Linked DNA regions of Mus musculus: region 2 is linked to region 1. The links are chromatin contacts, called in public Hi-C maps. All regions are on one chromosome and are shown on one strand. Each heading gives the region's core, a stretch centred on a gene start, on an enhancer-like site or on the middle of the called end of the contact. The rest is flanking DNA. Distances are from core to core; before and after follow the strand shown. Region 1 overlaps 2610027F03Rik (a long non-coding RNA gene). Region 2 has its middle 6.2 kb from the start of Gm34641.

What was found. Hi-C and Micro-C count contacts between places; a contact is called where the count stands out from the background.
Region 2: a Hi-C map of muscle stem cells shows a contact between it and region 1, with 1.6 times the contacts expected there. The contact joins two enhancer-like sites. A contact is called at or near these places in 4 of 484 Hi-C or Micro-C datasets (the C2C12 cell line, adipose-derived mesenchymal stem cells, muscle stem cells and 1 more) and 1 of 9 other capture datasets (embryonic stem cells).

What each region holds. Positions count from the first base shown.
Region 1 is chr1:120,756,244-120,759,399 of GRCm38.p6, forward strand. All of the region lies in intron 2 of 2610027F03Rik (a long non-coding RNA gene), which reads left to right. Among named protein-coding and RNA genes, the nearest start is that of Gm29345, 48 kb to the right of the region's middle. Within about 2 kb of position 1,703, at least 87 of the 459 cell types and tissues checked have an H3K27ac peak or open chromatin away from gene starts, as enhancers often do. A contact at or near this core is called in muscle stem cells, where this site is marked.
Region 2 is chr1:120,962,422-120,965,292 of GRCm38.p6, forward strand. No RefSeq gene overlaps it. Among named protein-coding and RNA genes, the nearest start is that of Gm34641, 6.2 kb to the left of the region's middle. Within about 2 kb of position 1,565, at least 41 of the 459 cell types and tissues checked have an H3K27ac peak or open chromatin away from gene starts, as enhancers often do. A contact at or near this core is called in muscle stem cells, where this site is marked.

The sequences.
Region 1 (3,156 bases), core at 453-2,952:
TTCAGAACAATGGAAATAGCAGTGAAATCGCTTTTGAGGCAGGCTGCAGCTAATTATAAGAACTATTTTAAAAAGTATGTGTGTGCATATGCCTGTATATGTATGCCAGTGTTTATAGAGATCAGAGGTCAATGTTGGGTGTCTTCTTCAATCTCTCTCTACCATTATTTTCCTCTTTTGAGACAGTCTCTCATTGAATCTGGGGCTCACCAATTAGCTCCAATGGCTGGGCAGCAAGCCCCAGAGAACCTCCTATCCCCACTGTCCCCAGGTATGAGCCTTCAGGTATGCAGTGACACTCCTGGGTTTTTTAATGGGAGCCAGGGATTCAAGTGTGGGTCCTTGACAAGCACTTTACCCACAGACCCATCTCTCCAGGTCTGATTATAATTATTATAATAATAATTATTAAAAGGCATCCTGTATGTTTAGTGTCAATTCAGAAGTATTTGTCATTTCTGATCCCGACTCTCACACTGTCCCAGGCTATGATTACCCTCTTCCTCCAGCCTGCTAAATCCTGAGCTTACAGGCGTGTGCTACCATGCCTGGCAAACACCCTTTAGTACTTGGCCTCCAATAACTGAGTTTGGTTTAATTAAGTAATCAGATGGACTATCACAGATAAGCCAGTCCTGAACACAAACAACAAAGGAAAGTACTTCTAAGACACAGCCATTCCTGTCAGGTTCTGATCACTATCATCTTGATGGTTTTTATCTTTTGTATCATAAAATAATTCATCTTAAACATTGCACTTAAAGGAACTTGACTGCTGATTCATATTTGAGTTAATCTGGTATCAATTACTGGCTTGGGTTTGGAAAATTCGATGTCTGAGCAGATGAAATACTTCAATACCTTAGATAGAGCTGGTTTCTGGATCCAGCCTGCAGTGGCATGGTCAGAAAAGTTTAAAATATTTCTGCCAGATTCAAAGACGAGCAAGATTAAAAATTCCCAAATGTGTATCCTGGATCTCCTCCAAAAAACATTCCATCTTTATTCATTATTGGATATTGTCTTGATTAAAATTCCTGTTGGTTTGTCCTTGGTTAAGTAGTAATCTTGTAGCCTAGCATTTGGAATGTATTGGGATCATGTGACACGCGTGAGCCCAAATGAATATAGAGAGATCTCTTTCACAAGTCAGCAAGGACGACTAGAACGAGTTCAGATTTCAGCAGCGCAGCTTCAGGCGGGGGGAGGGGAGGGAGTTATCTGGTCGGCACATTCTTTGCCAACATGTGAGTCAGAAAGAGCTGTTCAAAGCAGGATGACTTTCCCCGTAACACCAAAGTCCTGAATCCAGGCCGATTTCTCCAGAGAACTTGAGATTCTCCCCCTTCTTCCCCCTTTATCTCTCTGTTCTATTTCTAGCAGTTGCTAACTTCACCCAGTAACATGTGAAAAATGCAGTCCACAATGGGAAGCAGATGACTAGGCCACCATCTTCTGAGTCACCCTTCTGTCCTCTGCATTCCTTTCAAGACTGAGGACTGATTCTGAGGAGGGGCTGAGCAGGGAAATCCAAGGGAAATTTGGGTCTCTTCAATAACCCTGAAAGAGAATGTGTGTATGTGTGTGTGTGTACGTGTGTCTGTCTGTATGTGTGTGTCCACATGTTTATGTAGAAGCCAGAGGACAGCCTTAGCTGTCCTCTCCTTCCAGGCACTGTCCACCTTTGAGACTGGGTTTCTTAAGGACCTGTAGCTCTCTGATTCAGCTAGGCTGGCTGGCCTGTTTCTGCCTCCCTCGTATAAGCATCTACTACCATACTTGGCTTTTTAACGAGGGTGCTGGAGATGTAAACAGAGGTCTTGCATGGTAAGTACATCACTGAAAGAGCCATCTCCCTACCCTCATGCAGATGCTTTTTTGGTTCCCACAACCTGCCTGGTACTGATCCCCAGGGACTCCAGTCTAGGTCCTGATGCTTGTGGAAGATCAAGAAGAAAGGGAGGGAGGCTGTGCAACATTGGAAGGCCCAGCTGGCCTTTTGTTTTGTTTTATATTAATGGGCACTGGGACATGAAGTCTGTCTCAGAGCAGGGAGGGACAGAATATTGGCGAAGGTCTGAGTCCCCAGAGATGACAAGAGCTGTCAGCACCTCTCTTGTGCTGGAAACATATCCGTCAGCTAGAAAAAGTCATGAGGTGGAGCTGGAGCCAAGCGTTTTGGGATAGACTCAACTTTAAGGCAAGCTGTCGGGGAGTCAGTTCAAGGCTGTGTAATCCCCAGTATGGCCGGTAAGAATACCACGGGGGCCTGGAGGAAACTATGCTCCTGCTGGCTCCAGGAACTGGGTCGGGATCCTCAGGAACAAAGCATCCAGCTGCAGTGATAGCTGCAAAGAAGCTCAAAGGGGTGTGTATGTGTGTGTGTGTGTGTGTGTGTGTGTGTGTGCACATTTATGAAGGTCAGAGGTCAATGCCAGACATCTTCCTCAATTTCTCTCCACCTTATTTGTTGAGATAGGGTCTCACCCTAAACCTGGAGCTCAGAGATTTGTCCAGACTGGCTGACTGGGAGACCCAGTCATCCTTTGCCTCTGCCTATCAAGTGCTGGGAGTGTAGGCAGGTAACTCCAAGCCCAACTTTTCATATGGGCGAGGGGATCTGAATGCAGCGCCTCACACTTGTGTGGCAAGTGTTATCTCATCAGCCTGACACTTCACAGTATCGTGTGACCCTGGCCGCCCAGCTTCTGGGAATCTGGCCTGCTACTTACAGAAATGAATGAGTCAGCTCACTTCCCATGAGGCCAAGCCTCAGGCAGTCTTCTTGGGTTTAGAGTGAACTTGCCTTCAGTCTCTCACCCACGTGCAGAAACACCAGTCAAACCAGGATGCTGAGTAGTTAGTTAAATGGTAGCTATGAGATGATCAAGGCTCTGTCTGGTTTCTTCAGATCTGTAGGCCCCACACCCAGAATAGTAACTGCATATCCATATTTGAGATTGAGTAAATGAATAAATGAATGAATAATATCAGATTTGTGAATAAGAATCTATGGTGCAATAGTCAAATGGTTTTGAGCACATGAGCTGACAAATGCATTTAATATTTTAACACATATATATCATATAACATAATACTTTAGTTCATTCATCTTTTCCCTCTCCATTCTCTTCCCTTCTTCTTTCTTTTTTTCTC
Region 2 (2,871 bases), core at 315-2,814, 210 kb after region 1:
TGACAGTCTGTGAAGTGGGCTGGTGGACCAGTGACAATCATGCATATTGCCTCCTTTTCCCTCCAAGAAACAGTCAATAACCTGAGATGGGGTTAGTCCATGTACACAGACTCAAGTGTCAAAACAATTGGCCACATTGGGCTGGAAAAAGGGCTCCGTCCTGGACCCTAAGGAAGAACTTGCTGTACCAACATGAAGACCTGATCATTCCCCAGTATTCATGTGAAAGGCCAAGCACTTTGGTGCATACCTTCAGTCCCAGTGCTGGGAAGGTCGAAGCAGAAGGATTCCTGAAAGTCCTTGGCTAGACAGCTTAATCTAATGGGCAATCTCATGTCCTAATGAGAGAGGATATTTCAGAAAACAAGTAGGATGGCTGGTGAGAGACAACACCCAAGGTTGATCTTGGGTTCTCACAGGCATACGTGTGCACCATGTGCACATGAACCCAAATACACACTGACACACACACACACACACACACACACACACGCATCCATAGGGTGTATAAACTCCAAATAAACAGAGATAAATTTGCCTCTCCTATTCTCTGGTTTACTTATTTTTGTTCATAAAACATGGGGTCACAGATTTTTCTTGTTCGTGGATAAAAGACATAAATATATTCACTAAAATTATAGTGAGTCTTGGGCCTAGAGAGATGGCTCAGTGGTTAAGACCAGTGGCTGCTCTTCCAGAGGACCTGAGTCCAATTCACATGGTAGCCCACAACCTTTTATAACTCCACTCCAGGCTATCTGATACTCTCTTCTGGCTTTCATGGGCACCAGTCACACACATGTGGTACACGGACATACATGCAGACAAAAAAGCAATGAGCATAGAATAAAAGAAAAAGAAAAACTTTTAAATTATAGTGAGTCTTGTCATCTATTAACTAAAGCAGTTTTTGGAAGGAGTTGTCTATAGCAAAGTGTGTTTATCTAGCTGGACGGCATGTTGATTCCTTAAGCCTCTAATCACCTCACTGCCTGGTTCCTGTGTGTGCATATGCATGTGTACATGAGTATGTGTGTCCCAAAGCAGGGGTCAATTTCCGTTGTCTTGCTTTGTTATTTTTCATCTTATTCTTTGGTACAGAGTCTTTCATTAAAACTAAGTCATAAAGACTAACTGTGGAATGGTCCTGGAATCGTCCTATCTCTGCCTACTCAGTGCTAGGATTACAGGTGGGCACTGCTGTGCCAGACTTTTAAAAAAATATTTATTTATTTATTTATTTATTTATTTATTTATTTTACACGAGCTAGGGTTCTGAGCCCATGCCCTCATGCCTGCACAGGAGGCATTTTACCCACCAAGTCATCTCCTCAGGCCCCTAGCTACTTATTGATTGGATATATGTTTAATACCGCTTAAGACAAAACAATATAAAGTGAGTACTCATGGGATTTCTGATGGACAGCGAAGTTCTTATGAGAAAGTTAAGGTGAGGGATGGTGAAAACTACATCCCAGACTCGCCCCACATTCTCCTTTCTTCTCAGCCAGTCCTGACTCTGAAAAGTGATGTCAGCGGTCAGATATCACGTGCAGCAACCCCGCCTCTCCCAGACCCCCCTCCCAGGGCTCTGCCTGAGGAGGTTTCTCTCCCTAGCCTCCCTCTAACGTTACAGCACAGCGTGTTACACGGGATGTTTACAGTCCGTGACTTAGTAAACATCTTTCTTCCATGCGTGGGCAAATCAGAACTTTGGCTGCAATCAATTTACAGAAGCAAGTTCTATCACATTTCAGCGCAAAACTAAAAGAGCTTCCGGAGTAGCCGTTCCATATTTATCCCGAGCTGGCCCTTTATTAAATCACTGGCGAAAAACACGGAGATTCGCCTCAGCTGTAGTTTCATCATCTAACAACAGCAGAGGCATTTATCTTATGAAATTGCGGGAGCCGAGCCCTGTGCAGACTGATGGCTCGGAGGGGCTCCTTGCATTAGTATCCCGGCCTCTCGCCTAAGGTGTTTAGGACGCGTACCGCTGTTAATAGCTTGTGCTGTTCATTTTTTACAGAATTTGTGGTTTAAGCAGTACGCTTAGAATATCGAAACTGTTTTTCCCTCCTTTTAACAAATGGTGCCCAACTGTTCAACGTGAAATATGAAAAGTGCTTAGTTGCACATATTTTTCTTTTTCTTTTTCTTCTTTCTCTCTTTCCTCACCTTCTTCAGAGTCCTCGGCTCTTTCCTCAGAATGTTACTGAGGCTGGCTCATTGCCACCAACTATTTTCTTCATTAAGTCAAACCTAATAAGCTAACTGCATTTGGAAAAATGAGGAGGAAGACTGAGCATCGGTTTCCCTTGGGGTGTGGCTTGGTAAAAAAGAAAGAGAAGAAGACACATAGACTTCAGCTGCGTATTGTTTTGACAGGCTTGGGGCCTAATCAGTACTCAGGCTAGGGATGTGGCCTATTTAAACTTCCTAAATAAAGCCTCAAGGAAAGATACCCCCACTGCTATGCTCACTGGTAGCAAATGGGTCATTTTGTCCTTGATATAAAAACTAGTGTAATTCGATTTGTTATTAAGACAAACAACAGACAACACCCTTAACTCTACAGCGTTGCTTTTATGGGAGGCAGTATGCAAGGGTCTTTAAAAACAAAGTTGAGCAGGCTGGAGAAATTGCTCAGTGGTGGAGAATATGTAGTGCTTATACAGAGGTCCTGAGTTTGGCTCCCAGACCCACACTGTGACTCATCACTGCCTACAGCTCCAGCCACATGGAATCTGGTGCCCTATTCTAAACTCCTTGAACACCGTGAACACAGGTATAACCCCCTCACACACACACACACACACATGAACACTTGTGTACCCACCCACAGACACATCCATACATTATTACAAATAA